Regions from separate parts of the Mus musculus genome. Here all the other regions are linked to region 1. A link is a contact called in public promoter capture Hi-C data. All regions are on one chromosome and are shown on one strand. The core of a region is the stretch at or near the end of the contact, and the rest is flanking DNA. Distances in the headings are between cores, read along the strand shown. Region 1 holds the start of Dhx30 (DEAH (Asp-Glu-Ala-His) box polypeptide 30). Region 2 overlaps Pfkfb4 (6-phosphofructo-2-kinase/fructose-2,6-biphosphatase 4). Region 3 holds the start of Shisa5 (shisa family member 5). Region 4 holds the start of Pfkfb4 (6-phosphofructo-2-kinase/fructose-2,6-biphosphatase 4). Region 5 holds the start of Trex1 (three prime repair exonuclease 1). Region 6 holds the start of Ccdc51 (coiled-coil domain containing 51).

Region 1 (2,885 bases), core at 304-2,803:
ACTAGGATACTAGGCTTCCTGAGGCTAGGGTCATATTGTCTACATACCTGCCTATAAATAGCAGTCTCTCAAATTACCAGCACAAGGATTTGTTTGCCTGTTCGAGATCCAGTCTTGGATAACTCAAACTGGTCTATATGAAGCTTGCCTTGAAGATCCTGTTTCTATAGGGATTCCAAGTATGTACCAAACATGTTGGGCACTGCAGGGATTTCTATGTTTTGTTTTCAAGAAGCAATTCTTTGTTTCACCTCCTTCATTTCTCCTAGCCTTCTGTGCAATCTAGCAGGAAAATAGCAACTAGTATACTTTCCTTCCTTCCTTTTCTTTCCGTCTTCATTTGAAACAGGGTCTATGTTGCGCTGACTGGCCTGGAACTCTTCAGATCAGAGATCTGCATGTCTCTGTCTCCAGAATGCTAGGTTTAGAAGCATTTCTTGCTATGCAATCCTGGTTGGCTTCTAATTCCCAGTTGTCTTGCTCCAGCTTCGGACCAGCTGAAGTCACCTGTGCTGTGGCACACAGCTAACAATACATTTAAATGGCTGCACAAAAAATAGCATAGGAAAACGGACTGGAGATATGGTTCAGTGGTTATGAACACTTGCCTGATTAGTAGTTTTGTTGTTGTGTGTGTTTTGGTTGATTTGACACAAGCTATAGTCATTTGGGTAGAGAGAACCACAATTGAGAAACTGCCCCCACCAATCTGGCTTTTAGGCAGGGTGGAGGTTTTGGGAGGGTGCCTCCCCTGGGGAGATAGTAAATTCTGGGGCTGTTGTATCAGCCATGAGGCAGTAAGCAAGGGTTCCTCCATGTCTTTTGTTTCCATTCCTGATATGACATTACTCAGTGGCAGGTTGTCACCTATAAGGTGAGAAGTGGTATTTTTACCTCAGCAATAAAAAACCTAAGATAACAGCTGGCCGACAACAGCCTGTAACTCCAGCTTCCAAGGATCTGATGCCATGTCACTTGGTACCACACACATGCACATAGAATTTTCTTCGTCTGTTTTAAATTACGAGCTATTGTATTAGTTCTCCAAATATCACGAAAGGGCACATCCTCAAATATTGTCTTCCCAGCTGTGAACTACTGCCCAACGCCACTGAGTTTCCTTTATCGACGGCGGATTTCATTGAACCCATGCTTCACTCTGTTCAGAGGACAAACAGGCAAACCCCCTCCCCTCGCTCCTGAGTGTCGATGTGGCCTAGACTCGCAGTCGTCCCTCACCACAACCCCCCGAAGCCAGCAGCAAGCGCTACCCTGTCCTTTGCCTGGTTTATGTCTCTGTGAGGCAAAATCGCTCACCTCCCTAAAAGTGCAGAAGACCAAGGGGAGACGCAGGAGAGAAAAGGCGCGACGGACACAGAGCTGCGGCTGGGGATGGAGAGATGAGCCTGAGATGGTCACCCGTCCCCAGCTCCCGCCGGCTCTCGCCGGCTCCCACGGCACAGGCCACGCGCGTCCCCGGCCGCTCCGCCGGAAGTCCCGCCTGTGTCTGGGGCTACAGCCGCGCTCCCTCCAGCCAGTGCCCGGGTGCAGGCGCAGACTGACTGTCTCGCGCTGTGGGCTGAGGAACACTAGAGACAACCTAGGCAGCCGAACCCATCGCGAGCCCCAAGGCAGCGGCAGCCCGCACAGAGAGCCAGGCCGAACAGAGCCGGGGCCGCAGGTGGGACTTCCGCCTCGGGACCCGGAAGAGACCGCGCCGTCGCTGGTGGGAGTTGTAGTCCGGCCGTAGTTGGGGGGGCCCGCGGCTCATGCGCCGTGCACCGAGGCTTGTTTCACATCTGTAACAACAGGTGAATTGGGCTTTTTATTCTACCCTTTCGCGCCCCTTGAAGCAGCCTGACACGGTCGGGGGTGGTCGGCGCGAGGAGGGGTCCCGAGTCCGGCTAGCGGCCTGGCAGAGAGTGGGAAGGAGGAGCTGGCGAGCCCGAGGAGCAGGCCGGGCATCCTAGGCCTGCCCGGGAAGCCGGCCGGGCCGAGCCGTGGGCAGCCAGGCCTCGGCCTGCCGTTGCCATGGAGCCGGGGCGGGGCGGGGGCCAGACCGGTCCGCCGGGGCGGGCCTCACTGCCAGGGGCTCAGCGGAGGCCGAGAGAGGCGGCTTCATTGGCTCGACGACGCCTTCGCCTCAGGGGATGCTCGGTTTTCCCCAGGCTGGGCCCGGAGGAAGTCTCCGGAGTGCCCGAGACCTTTGTCTGCCCCTCCTCCCACTGTGCGGGTCAGGACCGTTCCTCTAAAGGGAGGCCTTGGTGCATTTTTGACTCTTCTGGTTTGCCTCCTTTTGCACCGACCTTGTCAGTGGGGGAGGCTAAGGGGTGAGGTGTTCTTTGTTTGCTGGTAGTGACTTGTCCCATTTTGCAGGGGAAGACCTAATGCATGGTGGGTCCTTTGTTTGCAGTGAAGTGGAGTTCCCAGGGGTCTTCAGAATCCTCAAGCCAAGAGTACAGCGTCTATGTGCTTTCTAGATAGTCCTTGTGTAAGCAATATTGGTCTTTTAATTGCGGCTTTCCAATGCAGAGACTGTTCACCTTACAACCCCCAGTTCATGGGTGTTCGCCATGCATGGTAGCAAATAAACTGCTGCCGTCCAGCTGCAAGGTCTCAACTTGTTTTTGGATGCAACCTACTGGCCAGAGTAAAATTACACCTTTTCTAATGATTTTCCTTGCAACGGTTTCTTGGAATGCAGTGACCCCAGCGCCATGTGCCATGCACCTCTTGACTACATCTTATAATTTATACTTAAATCTCAGAGTCTGACATTTCCAGGCAGGAGAACTCTTTCCTGATTTTATTATATATTATTATTTAGATTTATGATAATGCTTTTTACTTCTACATTTATATATTCTTTGACAAAGTTTCTATGT
Region 2 (2,981 bases), core at 92-2,591, 1.1 Mb after region 1:
TGGAACACATTTACAGCACACTCAGCCCCACAGGTCCTGGGCTGCCTCAAGCATAGGCCCCACAGGGTCCTGACCAAACCCAGGAAGTGGGTTTAGTTTTTAAAAAGTCACACTAACTTCCCAATGGTGTACACATCCAAGTTCTGTGCCTTCTCCCCAGACCCCAGGAGCAACCCCAGATTTGTTGATCAACTGCCCCAAGGCCATGTAACCTCTTCTATGAGTCCTCGATATCCCCCTGAACCATGTCAAGGCCATAGCTGTTCAGTTGGGGCTCGGGCTGCTCTAAGGGGAATGGCCTCTGCCTGGAGAATGTTCATGTGCGTTTGCTCAGCACCTCATCCCCTTTCCCACGTTCTACACCGGATAATGACTCTCTGCCTCAACTGCACATTGGCTATAGCAGCCCCTACACACATATTCACATATCCATCCCTCTACCTGAAGGTACCGATGCACCGATGCATGCCCATGTGCATCACACACACACACACACTGACCTCCCGGCCCCGGGGGGACAGTCCAGGATCCCCACCAATCCGGCCCTTGAGGTTTAGCTCGCTCTCCCCATGCCGGCAGAGGTAGATGGAGCGGGGTGTCACATGGATGTTCATGAGGTAATAAACGATGCGACTCTGGATGTGATCAGCAACACGGTTCACCACATAGCTCTGGCCCACGTCCATGATCTTGATGTAGGACAGATCCCTTGCCAGAGAGAAGGTAGAGAGCGCCTGTGAGGGTGGCCAGGCCCTTGGAAGCACACCGGCAGCCACAGGAACTAGCTGAAAAGCCTGCGACTCTGCCCACTGGATCTGGGATCACAACACACAGGACCGGCAGCTGGTGTGAGAGTGGCAGGGGGTGAGGCAGCTGGGACACACCTCAGTGACACACATACACGTGCTGTGGGGGTGGGGGGTCAACACTCATTGTGCTAAAGGGGACAGCTAGAACAGTGGTCGGTGAAGTCATATCAGGATTTTACTGCTGCGTGTGTGTTTCCAGACCCCTTCCTGTCACCCTCTGTGCTCCGTAAGCTGAACCAGAGACAGCTGTTCCTACGGCTGACCTGGCAGACGCTGGCAAGCGCTGCACTCCCCAAAGTTCCTAGGCAGCTTTCTTTCCCCCAGAGACCCTCGCCTCCAGTCACACAGTCAGGGTCACATATACGCCAAGGAGCTACTACCCCTCCTCCTCAGGCATCCTGTGGCCAAGAAGCACAGGAAGACAGTGCTGGCCTCTCTCTCCACTTTGCGCCTGGGCGATGCTTCTGCTTAGAGAGCACATATGTTGGCAGCGGTGGGGAGGGATGACTTAGCAAGTGCTGAAGCTGGGCTGTGACTTAGCAGTGCTGGGATCGGGCTGTGACTTGGCCATGCTGGGGACAGGCAGTGACTTAGCAGTGCTGGGAACGGGGGGGTGAAGCAGCTGAGAGTTCCCGGATGTTCTCATACAAGTTCTCCCTGTCTGTACCCTTATTACCTTTACTCTACCAATAACCCCGGGAGCAACGTTTGCTGACAGGTCTAACTGGGGCTGTTCAGGGTGAGGCTCTCGTGCAGTAGCCCTGCAGAGTGACAAGAAGCAATGCCGGGGAGGCGGGGGGGGGGGGGGGAGTTGAATAACAAGGCCACACAGGGACAGGCCTAAGGGCCACTCAGCTCCAGTCTGGCTGCAGAGCCCAGCAGAGGGGAGATGTGTCAGCCCACGGGCAACACAGGCACCACCATTCTATGAGTACCCGGAAGCCGTCCCTCTAGCAGCTGCTGTGTTCCTTGGATCATATATTATACATTATATATGATCATACATTATCTATTCTTATGTAATCATAAACACCAAACACATATTTATAACCCAGCCTTTCACTTAACACTGTGCAATGCACGCTCCCACGTCTTTCTATAATTATGGTTTATGGTGACTAAGATTTCACCATGGCCTCAGTGCTATTTACTTCATTCACTGCTGCTGGTTATACTTAGGCCAAGAGGCACAGTACTGCCAACAACGCAAATGCCGCCCACAGGCTGTTTTCTATCAAGTTTTAGTGGAACACACCCATGGCCATTTATTTACAGTTTCTTTTGCAGCACAATGGCACAGTCAGTAACTGTAGCAGGGTTCCAAACCCTAAATAAACCATTCATTATCTGGCCAGTTGGCTGGAGATGTTGCTGATGCCAGCCACAAGACCCTCAGCTGGGCACCCACTTTGGAAGTGAAGGTCCTTGGCCACTCAGCACTCCTGCTTGCCATTCTGTCCCAGAGGGAGGCAGATGGACCTGACAAGTAGTGGCCATCGACTGCTGCTCATAGGCAGATCTGGCTAGCTCCTGTCCACTCCCCAACAGCAGAATGAAAGAAATGTATGAAGTGTTTGCAAACACCTTTTGGGAAGGCCTCCTGCATAGAAATTAGGTTTGATTTTATAGTGAGACAGGAGAAAGTCCCACAGGAGGTAATGAGTGTTCTGTAAGCCACCTCTAGCCAACAACTTCTGCCTCAAGGAAAGAAACAAAAGTGGTCAGACCACACCGGCCTTCTGGAGTGCTTCCCTGAGAGGCCATCACCCTTAGGCGACCACCACACGGAGCCACCACAGGGAATCACACCGAGATGGCCAAGTGGACTCCCCCCACCCCCCTCAGTGCCGCTGCAGCCACGGGGCTCTCTCACCCACCTGTCCAGGTCTTCATCCAGCGACTCATATGAGTTTTCATAGCATTCAATGCGCCTCATGAAGTCTTCGGTGGCTTCGTCGCTGTCCCGGTTGACATAGTCAGGGCTGCCCAGCTTCACTTGCTGTCGGAGTCAGGCACAGAGCAAGAAGCCATCAGGGCTGGAATCCAGGCAGAGCCAGAAAGCAAGAGCACAGCTAGGCAGGGGGCAGGGAGGTGGGACCAGAAGCCAGGCCAGGGCTGGGGGCCTGAGGCCAGAGCCTAGCTGGGGACTGCTCCCATCAGGAATGCTCCGCC
Region 3 (2,754 bases), core at 164-2,663, 1.1 Mb after region 1:
CCCACGTGAAAGACCCTCATCAAGGCTCACATGGGACAGTCCCTTAAGTATCCGTCTGGAAGCAGTCCTGAGCCAGCACATGAACCCTGGTCAGAGAGCCCAGCCAGATCAGGCAGGAGATAGAGCATGTGCCTTGGGGCTACTAGAATGAGGCCCAGGGGAAGAGGTGCTATGACAGGCTGTGAAAAGTTAACTTGGAGGTAAAGAGGGCTACAGTTTTGTTGTTTTGGGCCAAACCTTGCTATGAAATGGGTCTATCTGACCACTGCAGGCTTAGCCAACTCACCACATGAAAGTGAGCCAGGCTGCGATTCGGAGGCTGAACAGCCCACACCAGTGAGACTTCTTGCTTTCTTTTTAGGGTAGGGTCTCACTATATAGCCCTAGTTCACCTGGAAACTCACAGCCTAGACCAGACTGGCCTCAAATTCACAGAGATCCTCCTGCCTCTGCCTTTGGAGTGTTGAGATTAAAGACAGGTGGCATCTACTGATGTCCACACCAGTGGGTCTTCAAGGCTGAGACCCTCCAGACACAGAACGAAACTCTCTATAGTCTGAGTTGTCCCGCTCTCCCAGAGCCTCACTCGGGGGATGGGCTGACTCTGTTCTCATTTCCAAATTCATGTCAGCCCTCAGGAAACAGCCCTTTTCCTCCAGGAAGCCACCCATCACAACAGAATCAGTTTCCCATGACCGGCAGGGGACTGTTCCAATACACACCCGAATAGGCCCCCAGCCTGCCCTCCCAAGCCCAAGTGAGTCATCCCTCTAATGATGAAAAGGGAAAGAGGTGTCTCCTCCCCAAGCCAGCCTTAGGGCCCAGCTTCTCCTGGAACACAGGGCTGTAGAGGCAACAGGCGGCGGGGCTCCCAGCCAGGAAACAAGCTGAGAGGGAAAGTCTTTGCTGGAAGGGCCAGGCTGTCTTTGAGCCTGAAGCTAACCCCAGGCGGGAGTCTTGCTCCAGCCCCTGGAACAGGTAGGGCCTTCACACCGTGAAGGACACAACAAAGGTAGTCAGTATCAGCTCAGGAGGGAAGAGGTGACAAGATGAAGTCAGTGGTGGGGTTCGCAGACGCCCCCCTGGTTTTCAGGGAGTCAAGTCGAAGCACTCCAAGGCTGGTCCTGTCTGGCTCATTCCAGAGACAGCTAGGGGAAGTGTCTGACCCGACCCGGTCCCTAGGGAGCACACACCGCCCCCTCCTCCCAGGCTCACCACCCGGAGGCGGCGGCAGCAGCAACAGCAGCAGCAATAGGGTCCACAGAGAGGGCGCCGGCGCAGCCATGGCGGGACAGACCAACGGACGGACGAACAGACGGACCAAGCCCAAGACCACGGTGCCGCCGCAACCTCCGCGACCAGCGCGGCCCTAGCCTCCTTGCCCCGCCCCGGCCGGTTTCCGGAACCCCCGCCCGAGAGGGGAGGAGGTGGGAGGGAGGGGGAAGAAGTGGGAGGGAAGAGAAGGGAAGCGGCCGCCCCTCCCAGCCTGGCCATGGGAGTCCCTCCAGCACCGGTCCACGAAAATTTGAGACAGGTTTCCCAGATGCAGGAGGAAGGGGCTGGTGCATCCAAGTTGCCCTCTGCTCACTGCATACTTTTGCGGAAAGACCCCCCCCCCTTGCAGCTGACTTAGGTGCTAGAAAAGGATCTCTGTGGCAACGTTATCCTAACACTTGAGCGCCAGCAGTGTACAGCTGGTGCGCGCCTCCAATTTGCCCTCAGGGAAGCTGCGATTTTCTTGCTGGCTCCTTGGAGCCTCACACAGATTCACCGGAGGAGGATCCCGCTGCTTGAAGCAGGGAATGGTGCTCAACAAAGTCAAGTCCCTTTTAGCAGATTTCCAGGACCTCAGTCTGAGGAATGTCACTCCCCAGTGACCAAGACCACCTCCAGGTAACTGCTCACCCTGGCTCAGGGATCCAATCCTGAGTTAAGAACTAACAGCTCCTAGGGTACACACAGGCTGCCCCTTCCCCTCAATGTGGGACAAAGTTCCTAACAAGGCCAGGGAACGGAGGAATGTGAACTTGCACTGCCCAGGAGTACTGGTTAGTTTATATTGTTCCTCCTATAGGGTTGCAGACCCCTTTAGCTCCTTTGGGTACTTTCTCTAGCTCCTTTATTGGGGGTCCTGTGTTCTATCCAATAGACTGTGAGCATCCACTTCTGTATTGGCCAGGCACTGGCATAGCCTCACAAGAGACAGCTATATCAGGGTCATATCAGCAAAATCTTTTTTTTTAATTTTTTATTAGATATTTTCTTTATATGCATTTCAAATGCTATCCCAAAAGTTCCCTATACCCTCCCCCCGCCCTGCTCCCCTACCCACCAACTCCTGCTTCTTGGCCCTGGCATTCCCCTATACTGGGGTATATAAAGTTTGCAATACCAAGGGGACTCTCTTCCCAGTGATGGCCGACTAGGCCATCTTCTGCTACATATGCAGCTAAAGATACGAGCTCTGGGGGTACTGGTTAGTTCATATTGTTGTTCCACCTATAGGGTTGCAGACCCCTTCAGCTCCTTGGGTGTTTTCTCTAGCTTCTCCATTGGGGGCCCTGTGTTCCATCTTATAGATGACTGTGAGCATCCACTTCTGTATTTGCCAGGCACTGGCATAGCCTCATACGAGACAGCTATAACAGGGTCCCTTCAGCAAAATCTTTCTGGCATATGCAATAGTGTCTGGGTTTGGTGGCTGATTATGGGATGGATCCCCAGGTGGGGTAGTCTCTGAATAGTCCATCCTTT
Region 4 (2,804 bases), core at 226-2,725, 1.1 Mb after region 1:
GGCAAGGAGCTTCTGATTAATTCTTCCTTTTGGAAGCTGGCCAGGCTAAATCCACAGCCCCTGAGGACTCAGAATGTGTCTGTCTGCACAGCTATGGCTCCACCAGTACCCATACTGTGGTCAGAGCCACCACCCACAGGAACACAGTCTGCTTCTGAACTACTGCCATTCTAGGAGGACCCAAGTCATGATCATATAACACACGCCTTCCCCACTCCCAACCCCTCTCATTATGGTAATGGTCAAAGTCGTGGCCTCAGGCTGGCCTTGGCCACAGAAGCGTAGAGGACCCTCCCCTCCCTTATCACACACAGCAGCCTTTAGGAATGCACGGAGACCCTGGCACATCACACAACAGCCTGATCTCCATTTCCATATCTGCGCCACCAGTTGTACGAGATGTTCTCTGAGGTCTTTGCCAAGCTGCAAATTCATTACAATATTTGAGTTACTTATAAAACAATTTTTTTCTTTTCCCTGTCAATAAAAAATTACAGACTCGTTCAAGAACAAACAGAAAAGCCAAGGAAGTAGATGAGAACACTCAGGATCCCAGAAGAGGTAAGTCACTTCGCAATTCACAAATTCCAGCATAGTTCTTTGATGTTTGACTCTCCTGTGCAGTTATTTAACAGTGAACTCAAGTGGGTGCTTCCACATCCAGGGGCACAGATATAGGTCCATATGGTGTGCCGTTCCCACTGTCCAAATCTTGACAACTGTACTCCCCCAAAGTTCCTCTAAAACTTTGGCATTAAAACCAAGGGGTACCTGAGGACTACTAACTAGCCCATGGCTAGGCTTTCAAAAGTTCTCAGCTCAAAGAAGCCAACTGCCTTGTCTGGAGCTACACAACTCAGTTTCCAGCCAGACTTCCCGCTAGCCCACTCTGTGGCCAGGAGAGAGTAAAGAGCCACGGCCACAAACGAAGTCCTCTTCTATACACAGGCACTGGAAACAGCTCGGGTCGGTGCCTATCCACTGGGTCAGACCCAGTCTCCAACAGACTGAGATGTCCCCTCACATCTGTCCCCACTCCTGCTTCACCACACTTCTGCGGGCCACTGTCACGGTACCACGGTCACTCCCGCTCACCTGTTCTCAGCCTCTCACCTGTCCCCGACTCCGCCCACCAGTTACAATAGCCTCACCGGTGCCTGCTTCTCTACCAGTCTCCTGCCTTTTCACTCGAGACCCTCGTCTAGGCCGTCTACCCACCCATCAGGGTTCACCTTCTCTCTCTCCTTTAGGACCCCGGTCTTACCACCACGCTGGCTGGCGTGCAGAGCGGGCCTGCCATTGCTGTACGGCATCCAGATCTTCTTCAGGGGATTCTGGGTCAGTTCCCGTGGAGACGCCATCCCTGGGCTGGGATGAATCGGACTGCGCTGCTACTCACCCAGCAACCGGGCCACCTCGGGCCACCCGAGGTCCCGCCCCTCCGGCCCCGCCCACCCTCTAGCGGCTCCAACTCTTGTCAATCTTCTCGCAGGCCCGCCCCAGAACTAATAGGCTCCACCCAAACTAAAGAGGCACTGGCCTACGACTACGCATGCCCAATTTTACTATAGCTTCTTTTGGACTAAGCACGCCCCATCCGTCAAACCAGAGTTGATAACGCGCATGCTCAATACTAGCTACCTTTGACACCCGGATTATGCAGACCCCGCCCCGGATGTGAAGTTTACTGTACTCAACCAGATTGTTCTTATATGCATAGGCCCCACTCATGGTCCCGCCCAGGGTGCTGCAGCCCTGCCCCAAAGCTTGTGTGGCCTCTTACTCCCTTGAGAAATGTGACCTCACAGTCGCCTACTGAGAAGGGTACGGAGAAGCTGAGCAGGCCTGCGTGATCCTCAGAGCCGGATAGTCTGGACCAGCGTGGCACTTGTCCCTGAATGGCTCTAATGACTGACTTGCTGCCCTGGAAGTCAACCACCGCTGCGCCCTCCTGGACCTTCTTCGTTCCTCCTCGGTTGCTTTTAGCCTTGAAACTTCCCGGGTCCACAAGAACAACTTGTTCAACCACACAGAAAAAGTTCCCTTCTCTTAGGGACATAAACACAGAATACATCTCAAAATCGACCATGTTTTGGCCTGGCTGCTGGGGAATTTAGGCTAAATCTCTGAAATATATGAACAAGCTGTTTGGGGTCTCACTAAGCAGTATTCTGATTTTCTTCCCAGGATTTATATTTTACCAATTATAATTTTATTGCTGTTTGGTTTTTCTTTCTTTTGGGGGGGAGAAGAAGGGCTGGTTTCATGTTGCCAGGCTGTCCTGGAACTTAATGTGTAGCTGAGGATAACCTTGAACTTCTGCTCATCTTGCTTTCACCTTCCAAGCTCCAGTGTTTCCACAGAGTTTATGCAGGGAATCGAACCTAGAGAACCTAAGGCTTTGTGTATGCTAAGTAAGCTAACCCCAGCCCCAATTAGTGTTTTAATAATGAATTTTTTTTTTAACGAGCTTCTGTCTCTTCATCAGGAAAATGAGATGCAGACGTCATCAATTTTACAAGACTGTGGTACAGATTAAATGTGTCAGCCTCAGAAATCTGTTTAAAAACATGTGGGCGTTCTCATTCATTATATTACCTCCCTCTCTGCCTTTGAAAATGTACTGGGACAAGGGCCCAGGGCCAGGGCTGGCAGCTCAGGCTTAAGGGCTAAAGTGGTACCATATGAACGAATTCTCCAGCTGGGCGACCCCCAGTGAACATGACCCCTTAGAGGCCAGTGAGGGGTGGTGTTCGGAAGTCACTCTTCTGCGTTTGACCCCCACCAGTCTCCAGAAAGCTCAG
Region 5 (2,700 bases), core at 30-2,529, 1.1 Mb after region 1:
GTGCCCTCTCACCCTAGGCAGTCAGAGCGCTCACTGTGATGTTGCACAGGCAATGGCTGACGGTGCGGCGGGCAGGAGGTCCAAGGACCCACCAGCAGAAGCAGACGATACGCTGTCTGCGGGACACTGTGCTGCTGCTGCATAGCCTATCTCAGAAGGACAAGCTCTTCACTGTGCACTGTGTCGAGGTCCTGCATCAGTACGACCAGGTGATGCCAGGGGTCAGCATGCTGATTCGAGCCCTTCCTGATGTGACTGACTGTGAAGGTAAGCTAGCACGACACTGTCCTAGCCTTCGTGTGCCTCTGTCAGACTCCTTTCCATGAGTCTCCCCTTGCCTCCAGAGCCATTCCTGGCACATGGGTATTACCTTCCTGCTCTGGGTCTTTGAGTATGACAGGTTCCCATTTGATGGTGTCTATTGAATTGGCCTCGCTGAGCCATGGTTTTCCACAAAGATCTGTCCGAATTGCCTTTGTGTCACTTTTGCTCACAGTCGCTGAGGGAGCAAAGCCTGTGCATAGAAGGGACTGGTTGGTTCCTGTGACGCTAGGGAGCATGGGGGCCTCCAAGCCCCCACGCTGTCGAGTTAACCTCAGACCCCTCTTCCTTTTGGCTCAGAGGCTGCCCTGGATGACCTCTGTGCTGCGGAGACTGATTTGGAAGACTCTGAGATGGACTGTAACTGAGGGCCTGAGCATCCAGCCACAAGGTGGCGCCAGCTCCCACCGCCGTCTTTGCCATATCCACTGATTAAAACTGCACTTCCTGCTGAGAACACAAGCTTTGTTTCCTGAGTCCGATTTGTGTGGCTGAGAGGGAGGGACAGGGCAGACCAAGAATTGATGAGATGACTCCTGCTGGAGTTGAGATGGCCCCCATGGTAACTGATCTGCCCTGAGGAAAAACCCTGCCCCTCTTCGGGAATTACCCTGAGTCATAGCTTTGGGCGGGGGCCGTGGTGGGGGCAGGGGTACGTTTGTGGCCAAGGAGGCAGCCCTTTTTAGGAAGGCCTGGATCAAGGACTGGGGGAAAGACAAGAAAAGGCAGAGGCTCACGGGCACATTTGAATCCTAGAGACAACCCAGTTTGAGTTGTCAGTGTTGGGGCAGTAGTCCATTTTACCAGCCAGCAGGATCACAGATATGGATCTAGGAAGGCCTTTGGGGTGCTTGGGGAGGGAGGGAGGAGCGTCAGCACGAGGGCCAGGCCTGGCAGGCTAACAGCAGGGCGGGCCCTGTTCAGGAGGCAGGCCTATGGGTGGACCCAGGCAGTTTTACTTCCTCAGCCACACTGCTGCCAGCAGCAGACCCAGCGGAGTGCCTTGCTGCCTGCTTCTCGGTAAGTGTGGAGTAAGGGTATGGGGTAAGGCAGAAGAGAATAGGGTTCCCTCACCCTGAAGGTAGTCAGCACTAGGGGAAGGGCCTCCCTCAAAAGGCAAATAAGTAGTGGATCCATCCCACTAGAACAACCCTGCCCTCCAGCTTCTAGTGGCCCTGGATAGTACCTGCTGAAGGGAAGGGCTGAGCTGCCTTTCTGCACCCCACCTCAGCCCACTTGAGACCTTCCTGCTGCTACTCATTACCCCATCTCCTCCCCAGGTTCAGCATGGGCTCACAGACCCTGCCCCATGGTCACATGCAGACCCTCATCTTCTTAGACCTGGAAGCCACTGGCCTGCCTTCGTCTCGGCCCGAAGTCACAGAGCTGTGCCTGCTGGCTGTCCACAGACGTGCTCTGGAGAACACTTCCATTTCTCAGGGACATCCACCTCCAGTGCCCAGACCGCCCCGTGTGGTGGACAAGCTCTCTCTGTGCATTGCTCCAGGGAAAGCCTGTAGCCCTGGGGCCAGTGAGATCACAGGTCTGAGCAAAGCTGAGCTGGAAGTACAGGGGCGTCAACGCTTCGATGACAACCTGGCCATCCTGCTCCGAGCCTTCCTGCAGCGCCAGCCACAGCCTTGCTGCCTTGTGGCACACAACGGTGACCGCTATGACTTTCCTCTGCTCCAGACAGAGCTTGCTAGGCTGAGCACTCCCAGTCCCCTAGATGGTACCTTCTGTGTGGACAGCATCGCTGCCCTAAAGGCCTTGGAACAAGCTAGCAGCCCCTCAGGGAATGGTTCGAGGAAAAGCTACAGCCTGGGCAGCATCTACACCCGCCTGTACTGGCAAGCACCGACAGACTCACATACTGCTGAAGGTGATGTTCTAACCCTGCTCAGCATCTGTCAGTGGAAGCCACAGGCCCTACTGCAGTGGGTGGACGAACATGCCCGGCCCTTTAGCACCGTCAAGCCCATGTACGGCACTCCGGCTACCACTGGAACAACCAACCTAAGGCCACATGCTGCCACAGCTACTACACCCCTGGCCACAGCCAATGGAAGTCCCAGCAATGGCAGGAGCAGGCGACCTAAGAGTCCTCCTCCAGAGAAGGTCCCAGAAGCCCCATCACAGGAGGGGCTGCTGGCCCCACTGAGCCTGCTGACCCTCCTGACCTTGGCAATAGCCACTCTGTATGGACTCTTCCTGGCCTCACCTGGGCAGTAAGTCAAGAGGGGAAATATGATGAATAAAGACTTCCATAGCACTGACTGCTTGCCGCCTCTGCTTCTCAGCCTGGGCCTCTGGCCATGCTCAGGCCCTAGGGATGAGGTACAGTCCCTCTCTCCTGCTCTCTTAGCAGGACAATCAAAC
Region 6 (2,841 bases), core at 284-2,783, 1.0 Mb after region 1:
TTATATCAGTAAACCTGTTATTAAAAAAAATAATAACTGGGCTGGAGAGATGGTTCAGAGGCTAAGAGGGCATATAAATTAGTTTGACTCCTAGCACTTAGCCACACTAGGCAAGTCACAACTACCTGTAACTCCTGCTCTGGGGTACCCGATGGCTCTGGCCTCTGGGGTCTTTCTTTCACTCTCTCATATACACATACATTCACACACTCATAACTAGATTTTTCCCTCAAAAACTGGGCATATAGTTCAATTATACAGCACTTACCTAACATGAGTGAGGCCCTAGGTTCAAGCCTTTATTGCACACATTCATTCAAGCAAGCAAACACACACACACACACACACACACACACACACACACCCCTCCGTCACTTCTTCAGCTGAAGCATCTCTTCAGGATTTTATATTATCTAACTGTATCACTGCTTGAAACGTAATAGTAATCCATCTTTCCTGCTACTGTGGTTAATGGGAACTCAGGTACAAATGCTAGGCTGACAAACTCACATCACCCTAATTAATCCCTCTTGTTTTCTCTCCTAACTCAAATCCAATCTATTAGCAAAATCCTGCTGACTTTCTAAGCCTAGGAGTCTCCCCAACCCCCATCTCTGTCAGGTATACAAAGTGGTCTCGCTGGCTAGCATGCCATGGCTGGACTACCCCTCACTCATCTCCATTCCATCTCAACAGCCTTCAACAGTCCCGCAGTTTCTTCAGGGCAAAAGTCAACGCCTTCTCCACAGCTTCAGGGGATCTGACTCTCATTGTCTCTCCATTTTCGACTGCTTTCTCACTCCTTCCAATCATATGAAGGACTGGAACACACAAGGCCGTCTTCCACTCAGGGCCTTGGCACTGCCTAGCTCTTCCCTGTTCACAGTTGTCTCCCTGGCCTTCCTAAAGTCCTGCTCAGAGAGCCCCTGGAGAAGTCTTTTTTAACTACCCTAGCAAAAATGACATCCCACCAAGGGAGCATTCCTTAACCACTTTCTCTGCTTTTTTTTTTTTTCCTCCCCACACAGGTCACATAAGGTGTGATGCGTATTTTACTTATTTGCTCTGCGGTAGGTTTGTCTTGCTACAATGTCAGCGTTCCTCAAGCCTCAGTCCAGAATACAATGTATCTATACAAAGTACATACTCAAAAAAACGAACTAGAAGAAAGAATTTGCAAACACTTGCACTCATTGTTTCAATAAGTCCGAACTTTTTCCCGCGGCTTCTGAAGCTGAGGACTGGGTGATAATTGGCCACTACCCACTTCTGCCATCTCCTATCCCATCTCGTGCCCGCCACTTGAGCTTTCCTCGGTTCCGGAAAGGCACTTGCATGTACCCTCCCCTCCACCTGCAATGCTTTCTTTCTGTGCCGGATTACAAGCTTTATAGGCAGACACCATCCCCCACTCCCACGGTTTCGGATAAACCCAGGCAGAAGGAGCCTTCCGCCCCGTACCTGAATTGCCTAAGCCTATTAGGCTCCAGCAGAAAGCCCCGCGTCTGCCACTCAATTGACCCCTGACCGGTCAGCACCCGCCCCTGAAGGCATCCTTTAAAATACGTGAGGGTGACTTCCTGCCTAGCAGCCAATCAGGGGCCACGCATAGGTGCGGCATAAGCGAAGGCTGTAAGTCCTGTTTCCGGCATACGATCAGGGGCTGGTGAAGGGGCTGGAGGCGCCATGTCGGGCCGGGAAGGTAAGGCTATTTGGAGATCGGGGGTGGGACGGATGGATGGGGAACCATGGGAGGGCGATCGATGGCGGGGATGGGCCGAGCATGCTCGTGTCGCCCACAGGTGGCAAAAAGAAGCCCCTGAAACAGCCCAAGAAGCAGGCCAAGGAGATGGACGAGGTGAGGACGGGAGCGGAGGCCGGGCGGGCGCTGAGGGTATGGGCGACTGGACTGGAGTGAACCTGCTTTGCCTCTCTGCAGGAAGATAAGGCTTTCAAGCAGAAACAAAAGGAGGAACAGAAGAAACTCGAAGAGCTAAAAGCCAAGGCCGCCGGGAAGGGCCCCCTGGGTAAGTGAAGATCGAGCTATTGTAGGTATACTAGGGCAGGACAGGTCTGTTCCGGGGGTCGTTGGTGAACTACTGGGTCTGGTGTACACTCTGGCCAAGCCCCCTGCCTTGGGTTTGTGCAGTTCGAAGAGGGCGGGAGTGGAAACGTTGCCTCTCAAGACAGTCATGGGCTTCCAGTTCATGGAGAAGCTACAGAAGTGGAAACACCAACATGTACGCCGCACAGACACATATAGCTAAGTTTCTGAGTATCCTCCTGTTTCTGGTTACAAACTAGCAATTCACTTTATAGGTTGTTAACCTTAGAACATAGGACTTTTTTTACTTGCTGGTCGTGTTATCAGTAATGATACTGAGTCGTGCTATCTAGACTAGAGGATAAAAGTCCAGGCTCCTTAGCATGTATTTCGCTCTGGGTACTATTTTGTTTTGTGGCTATGCTGGGGAGCACACTCATTTGTGCAAAGCAAACCCTCCCTCTTGAGCTGTAGCCTACGCTCCATGCTCTCTCTGTGCCTTGCCCACGATTTTTTCTCTTGAGAGTGAATCACAGGTCCAGGAGTCCTAATATCTCATTAAGAAAAGTTTTAATTTTTGTATTTAAGCATATAGGTGTTTTTTATGCATGCATATCTGTGTACCATGTGTGTGCAGTGCCCTGGAAGACCAGACAAAGGTCTCCTGGGACTGTAGTTACAGACAGTTGTGAACTGGGAATTGAACCCAGATCCCCTGGAAGAGCAGCCAGTACTCTTAAATGCTGAGCCATCTCTCTAACCTTTGTTGTTGTTTTTTAAATTGATAGACAAGTTCT

The links. Promoter capture Hi-C pulls out the DNA fragments that hold promoters and counts their contacts. Capture Hi-C pulls out chosen DNA fragments and counts their contacts.
Region 2: a contact with region 1 is called in a promoter capture Hi-C map of hippocampal neurons, with 5 times the contacts expected there. The contact joins the enhancer-like site here to the promoter of Dhx30 in region 1. A contact is called at or near these places in 4 of 39 promoter capture datasets (embryonic stem cells, hippocampal neurons and liver), 1 of 115 datasets of contacts at active chromatin or transcription factors (astrocytes) and 2 of 9 other capture datasets (adipose tissue and liver).
Region 3: a promoter capture Hi-C map of pre-B cells shows a contact between it and region 1. The contact joins the promoter of Shisa5 here to the promoter of Dhx30 in region 1. A contact is called at or near these places in 5 of 39 promoter capture datasets (cranial neural crest, embryonic stem cells, frontonasal cranial neural crest and 2 more) and 2 of 9 other capture datasets (adipose tissue and liver).
Region 4: a promoter capture Hi-C map of pre-B cells shows a contact between it and region 1. The contact joins the promoter of Pfkfb4 here to the promoter of Dhx30 in region 1. A contact is called at or near these places in 15 of 39 promoter capture datasets (3T3-L1-derived adipocytes, the C10 cell line, the HPC-7 cell line and 9 more), 1 of 484 Hi-C or Micro-C datasets (B cells), 1 of 115 datasets of contacts at active chromatin or transcription factors (large pre-B cells) and 3 of 9 other capture datasets (adipose tissue, liver and macrophages).
Region 5: a promoter capture Hi-C map of second pharyngeal arch cranial neural crest shows a contact between it and region 1. The contact joins the promoter of Trex1 here to the promoter of Dhx30 in region 1. A contact is called at or near these places in 19 of 39 promoter capture datasets (the 3T3-L1 cell line, the C10 cell line, the HPC-7 cell line and 12 more), 2 of 484 Hi-C or Micro-C datasets (granulocyte-monocyte progenitors and hematopoietic stem and progenitor cells), 3 of 115 datasets of contacts at active chromatin or transcription factors (astrocytes, bone marrow-derived dendritic cells and stem cell-derived neural progenitor cells) and 1 of 9 other capture datasets (adipose tissue).
Region 6: a promoter capture Hi-C map of liver shows a contact between it and region 1, with 2.7 times the contacts expected there. The contact joins the promoter of Ccdc51 here to the promoter of Dhx30 in region 1. A contact is called at or near these places in 15 of 39 promoter capture datasets (HPC-7-derived erythroid cells, cranial neural crest, embryonic stem cells and 10 more), 2 of 484 Hi-C or Micro-C datasets (embryonic stem cells and granulocyte-monocyte progenitors), 9 of 115 datasets of contacts at active chromatin or transcription factors (astrocytes, differentiating embryonic stem cells, embryonic forebrain and 5 more) and 1 of 9 other capture datasets (liver).

Annotation. Positions count from the first base shown.
Region 1 is chr9:110,116,284-110,119,168 of GRCm38.p6, reverse strand. It overlaps Dhx30 (DEAH (Asp-Glu-Ala-His) box polypeptide 30), which reads left to right and starts at 1,553. Exons shown (of 23, transcript NM_001252682.1): 1 at 1,553-1,811. It also overlaps Gm10615.
Region 2 is chr9:109,008,176-109,011,156 of GRCm38.p6, reverse strand. Pfkfb4 (6-phosphofructo-2-kinase/fructose-2,6-biphosphatase 4) reads right to left here. Exons shown (of 14, transcript NM_173019.5): 7 at 2,687-2,808; 8 at 501-708. Among named protein-coding and RNA genes, the nearest start is that of Pfkfb4, 18 kb to the right of the region's middle. Within about 2 kb of position 1,341, at least 92 of the 459 cell types and tissues checked have an H3K27ac peak or open chromatin away from gene starts, as enhancers often do. A contact at or near this core is called in adipose tissue and hippocampal neurons, where this site is marked.
Region 3 is chr9:109,037,226-109,039,979 of GRCm38.p6, reverse strand. It overlaps Shisa5 (shisa family member 5), which reads right to left and starts at 1,413. Exons shown (of 6, transcript NM_025858.3): 1 at 1,216-1,413. The coding sequence starts at 1,285.
Region 4 is chr9:108,990,573-108,993,376 of GRCm38.p6, reverse strand. Pfkfb4 (6-phosphofructo-2-kinase/fructose-2,6-biphosphatase 4) reads right to left here and starts at 1,475. Exons shown (of 14, transcript NM_173019.5): 1 at 1,265-1,475. The coding sequence starts at 1,361.
Region 5 is chr9:109,057,830-109,060,529 of GRCm38.p6, reverse strand. It overlaps Trex1 (three prime repair exonuclease 1), which reads left to right and starts at 1,279. Exons shown (of 2, transcript NM_001012236.1): 1 at 1,279-1,341; 2 at 1,602-2,598. The coding sequence starts at 1,609. The coding sequence ends at 2,553. Atrip (ATR interacting protein) reads left to right here. Exons shown (of 13, transcript NM_172774.3): 12 at 18-267; 13 at 622-783. The coding sequence ends at 689. Atrip-trex1 (Atrip-Trex1 readthrough) reads left to right here. Exons shown (of 14, transcript NR_153412.1): 12 at 18-267; 13 at 622-1,341; 14 at 1,602-2,597.
Region 6 is chr9:109,081,188-109,084,028 of GRCm38.p6, reverse strand. It overlaps Ccdc51 (coiled-coil domain containing 51), which reads right to left and starts at 1,533. Exons shown (of 4, transcript NM_025689.4): 1 at 1,462-1,533. It overlaps Tma7 (translational machinery associated 7), which reads left to right and starts at 1,648. Exons shown (of 4, transcript NM_183250.2): 1 at 1,648-1,702; 2 at 1,803-1,858; 3 at 1,940-2,027. The coding sequence starts at 1,687.